Regions from separate parts of the Mus musculus genome. Here region 2 is linked to region 1. The links are chromatin contacts, called in public HiChIP or PLAC-seq maps. All regions are on one chromosome and are shown on one strand. The core of a region is the stretch at or near the end of the contact, and the rest is flanking DNA. Distances in the headings are between cores, read along the strand shown.

Region 1 (2,542 bases), core at 14-2,513:
AAAAGTGATCCCCAGAATTATAAAAGGTACCTGATTTAAGAGATGATGTAGAAGTTCAAAACAGAGAGAAAAAGCTCATTTTACATTTAAAAGAAGTATTATAAAGCAGAAGATGGAATACTTCCGGAGTTTGGGAAGCCACAGAAAATATGTAAATCCCCTAAATATGTCCACTACTGTGATAATCCTGGGCGTATTATAAATGTTCAGTATATATATTTAAAAACCAAGCGAGTGAGTTTCTTTTAATGAGGGCTTTTTAAATCAGTTTACTCTAAGTAATAGCTGCTTTTAAGTACAATAACCAGACTGTCACTTGCAAGGCTGCCAAGTTCAAATAAGCAGTAACTCTTCTAACTTGTAGGAAGCATTCAGATCACCTTACACTGTGCGTAGAGTTTGCACATAAGTCTTTGCCACTTTGAGGTACATAATTCATCATATAGGAAGATGAGCAAAGTGAACCGTTACCACAGTGGATGATGACAAGAGAAAAGTAGGAGATGGGGTTGATTTAAACAGAGATACCGTAAGGCCAGAAGCACAGAAAACTTTCCGAGTAGCAGCTCTGAGTGGGAGGGTATCCTTAGACAACAGCCATGGTCACAGACAAGCTGGCTGACACATTGTACACATTTGTTGGTAATGCAGAGAATCTTATTACCAGGCAGTAGCTGTCAAGTCCTCTGGCTCATTTAAACATAGGATGGCACTGTGTGGCTTGGGCAGTTGATGGTTCTCTCTCTGCAAGTGTGCATATCCTTACACGTGTGTGCACACCTGGGGCAAGACACAGCCCCTCGGCTCTTTGACGCTTGCTTTTGAGTATCTATTGGTTTTCTGGTACATTCATGTTGTCTTACCCCACTTGGATGAATGGCTTTCTTCACTTGAAGGGGACTACTGTCCCGTGCTGTGTCCTTACCCCATGTTTCCTGTGCACTGGTGCCTGGAAACTCCCCAGACAGTCAGCTGGGGAAGTTAACAGTAGGACTCAGCTTGTCTGCTTCCCCCTTTGAGAGGTTGTCTGTACTTTCCGTTCTCCACTGTCTAAAATTTGTGCTTGCATGTATATTGTCTGTATTCTCAGTTATTAAAAAAAAAAATAAACCTAGTACCTGCTACCAGGTTTTTCTCGTGAGAGAAATACCTTTTCTTCTTTAAAAAGTCCCTTAAAAAGTAAACAGGCTCTGGCTCACTCTCGTTTTCTCTCTCTGTCTGTCTCTGTCTGTCTGTCTGTCTCTCTCTCTCACACACACACACACACCCACACATACTAGGCATAGATTTTCTTTTTTTACTTTGTCGTTTGTCATTTGAGACAGGTTCTCTGTGTGTTCTATTTCAGAACTCTCTACTTAGACCAGGCTGGCATCGAACTCAGAATCCACTTGACTTTGCCTCCCTAGTGCTGAGATTAAAGGTGTCTACCACCACTCCTGGCAGATATTCGTTTTAATAGATGGGTTGTAGAAATGTTGATTTGATCTCAAAGTCCTTAATACAGAATTTGTCTAACCACTCCTTCTGTTCAGTGGAATCTCTGAACTGAACTTGGCAAAGACAAGAGTGTGTACACTGACCTTGGCATCAGGTTAGGAAATATGGAAATCAGTGTGTGTTTTCCCACTGGTTTTAATATTCCTATTTGCATGATCATTAAACCTGGGTCAGTTTAATAAAATTCTTTTATCAGAGTAGGGCAGACAGGGAGTAATTCTTTTTTTTTTTTTTTTTTTTTTTAAAGATTTATTTATTTTTATTGTATATAAGTACACTGAGCTGTCTTCAGACACTCCAGAAGAGGGAGTCAGATCTCGTTACGGATGGTTGTGAGCCACCATGTGGTTGCTGGGATTTGAACTTCGGACCTTCAGAAGAGCAGTCGGGTGCTCTTACCCACTGAGCCATCTCACCAGCCCCGGGAGTAATTCTTATGGTGGTGGGCAGTACCTCTGCTCTGAGTAACGGCAGACCCAGTGCTGGGGTCACACAGGAGGGGGTTACAGGAGGTAATTTGTCTTAGTCAGGGTTTCTATTCCTGGACAAACATCATGACCAAGAAGCAAGTTGGGAAGGAAAGGGTTTATTTAGCTTACACCTCCAAACCGCGGTTCATCACTAAAGGAAGTCAGGACTGGAAATCAAGTAGGTCAGGAAGCAGGAGCTGATGCAGAGGCCATGGAGGGATATTGCTTACTGGCTTGCTAGCACCAGCATGCTGTGTCTGAACGTTAGGCTCATAGGACTTGCTGGTAGCAGAGTTGTAACTTTAGCCCAGGTGTTTCCATCTCTGGGGTAAGACTTCTAGTCCTTAATTATACTGCGCCCAGCACCTAGACTCACATGGAATGCCACCTCATCTCCCTTGCTCTAAATAAGCACAGTGAGTCGTCAAGGTCCAGCCAGCCTGCTCCTGTCAGGATTCATTCTGGGTGTGTAAACGCTGCCATGCCACACTTCTGATATGAACTGAAGCTTTCGTTTAGCTGGTCACTTTAATACGTTCCTCGTGCATGTATTGTATCACGTCCCCGCAGGA
Region 2 (2,542 bases), core at 21-2,520, 260 kb after region 1:
TTCTGCTGTAGCGTGTGTTACATCATCTGCTTCTGACTTTCATTGCTGCCCTTCCTCAGAGATTGGTTGAGTATAGCAAGGAAACGTTGCCTCCCTGTTGATAGTGGTGCAGGCTTGCCCGGCATGGCCTGGAGGACCAAAGTGCTTTGTACACTGTTTACTACCCGTGAGGCGAGACTGTAAGAGTAGGGAAAGTGTCAGGCTCATGGTGAATCTTAGAATCAGCTCAGTACTTAGAAGTCGAGCTTATACCACTGCGGGCTGGCAGCCGGCCAGCATTAGACCCTACACCAGACTGAAGTCCTACCTCATTTCTGTAACACAACATGAAGTGAATGTCACAGCAAGGGCCGACAGCTAACGGAAGTGTCTGCTCCGCCCGCTGCAGGAGTTCATGAAGAGACTGGAAGAGAAAAGGGCAGAACTAAGTAAGGCCACCGGTATGGGGGACGCTCTTCTGGCCGTCTGCCACCCTGACTCCATTACCACCATTAAGCACTGGATCACGATCATCCAGGCCAGGTTTGAAGAGGTCAGTGCGTCTGACGTCATCTGGGGTAGGGGCGACTGTGCAGGGGGCGGGGAAACGGGAATCCTCCAGCCCAGGCCGACTGTGGGAAGACAGGCCTTCGTGGGGAAGCGTCTCGTAGATTCCTCTCAAGTGTGTCAGCCCCTGAAGGAGCCGTTAACTAGAAACGTTACAGGTCCTGCAAGTGGTGTCTGTGAGACCTTAAATGGCAGATGTTTGCTTTGCCATGGGTTTTGTCCCACCTTTCCACTGTGTCTGGGGAATAATGCCTCGCTGAAGAATGTTCCAGGAGTGGGGGGGCCTTGTGTGCTTGTGGGAGTGAATGGAAGAACTCGATGGGAATTGAGCTCCTGTTTAAGATCTTTAGCACTTTAGATTCTGCCGCTTCTGAAAGCTGCCTGGAGTAGGCATGCTTTAGAGAAGGTATACTTGAACATGAGAAAGCCCAAGGGATAAACAGGAGTAAACCTGGATGCTAGGTACATGGCTAACATTTTCCTGAGGACAGACATCCTCGAAAGGGGACTCGGTGCTTCCTCAGGCTGGATCTGAGAGCCACTGGCCAGATCTAGACTAGCAGAAAGCTTCCTAGGTCTAGCTCAGAAGGATCCTAGTTGACTTTTTAAATGGGTGTGGTTTACATTAATGAAACTAAGTTGCAAGAACCTGAGCGAGCTGTGTGTCCGTGCAACAGGTGCTGGCCTGGGCGAAGCAGCACCAGCAGAGGTTAGCAGGGGCGCTGGCTGGGCTCATCGCCAAGCAGGAGCTGCTGGAGACTCTGCTGGCATGGCTACAGTGGGCGGAAACCACACTGACCGAGAAAGATAAGGAAGTTATCCCCCAGGAGATCGAAGAGGTGAAAACCCTCATTGCAGAACACCAGGTAAAGAAACTCAATCCATCCCCTCGGGTGTCTCCTTTCTCTTGTTGCTAGGCTTCTCCAACCCGTTCCCAGACTAGTGAGCCTCTTGGCCCGCAGCTGCATTACAGCTGGTCTTATTTTAACTTGACTCTCCCTCTGGGCGGTCTGATCTCATTGCTGTGGCCCTGGCCTGCACTTACTTCCTTGTTTCCTATCTGCTTTTCCTCTGTCTTCTCAGATGAACAACCATGAATATTCCAAATGCAGCCTACTTAGAAAGGGGGTGCCTTCTCGTCCTCAGAGTGACTACTCACCCTGAGCACCCCACCTGTTTTAAATGCTGAAATGATGGCTTTCTATGTGCCCTGATTCATAGAATGTTTACTGGAGCTGGAGATATGGCTCAAAGGTTAAGAACACTTAGGAACTAAATTCAGTTCCTCAAAACCACATGTAAATTCAGTTTCGGGAATTGCAGCTCCCTCTTCTGACCTCTGCAGGCATTACACACAGGTGGTGTATATATTGACAAGCAACAACATACACACACACACAAAACTAAAAACAGAATTTTAAAATGTTAAATCTGTGTTATTGGTATCTACCTGTCCCAAAGTATCTCAGGTTATGTGGATATTATAATTATCACGGTGGCTCAAGTTTCCCAACATAAGAAACATTTGTCTGCCTTATGTTTTCCCGTCACTTTTGACCGCAGCCTCTGCCTTTCCTCAGCCAACATACCCAACGTGTAGGGACCAGTCGGCAGTAACAAGAAGCCAAGGAGATGCAATGAGGAGTAGCAGGATACTGAGCCTTTACAAATGTAACTTTTTAAATGTACCGCACTAATCTCACTGCTCCCTGTGACCAGTAGGAATCTCTGTGTTTAACATGGCCATCTTCCACCACTGTGTGCAAAGCAATTCAAGTTTTTTAAACTGTGTGGGAAGAATGCACGGCATCAGGAACATGTTCACTTAAACCCCTGGTGGAAGACCTTGGAAATTCAGACGGAGTTGATGCCGATAGCTAGGATGGCCTGCAGATGTTGTTTTTTCTGACTGAAAAGTGACAGTTTTGTTTTTTATTTGAACTTGCCTTTGGTCCGGTGTCAGGCTTTACCTTCTCCGGAAATCATTGAAAGCGCC

Evidence for each region. HiChIP or PLAC-seq counts read pairs in DNA pulled down with a chosen protein or histone mark.
Region 2: an H3K27ac HiChIP or PLAC-seq map of microglia shows a contact between it and region 1, with 5 times the contacts expected there. The contact joins two enhancer-like sites. A contact is called at or near these places in 1 of 115 datasets of contacts at active chromatin or transcription factors (microglia) and 1 of 9 other capture datasets (pancreatic islet).

What each region holds. Positions count from the first base shown.
Region 1 is chr1:34,028,003-34,030,544 of GRCm38.p6, forward strand. The region is part of intron 4 of Dst (dystonin); the gene reads left to right. Among named protein-coding and RNA genes, the nearest start is that of Mir6896, 88 kb to the right of the region's middle. Within about 2 kb of position 1,264, at least 37 of the 459 cell types and tissues checked have an H3K27ac peak or open chromatin away from gene starts, as enhancers often do. A contact at or near this core is called in microglia, where this site is marked.
Region 2 is chr1:34,289,136-34,291,677 of GRCm38.p6, forward strand. Dst (dystonin) reads left to right here. Exons shown (of 103, transcript NM_001276764.1): 90 at 389-532; 91 at 1,224-1,412. Among named protein-coding and RNA genes, the nearest start is that of Gm26788, 110 kb to the left of the region's middle. Within about 2 kb of position 1,271, at least 25 of the 459 cell types and tissues checked have an H3K27ac peak or open chromatin away from gene starts, as enhancers often do. A contact at or near this core is called in microglia, where this site is marked.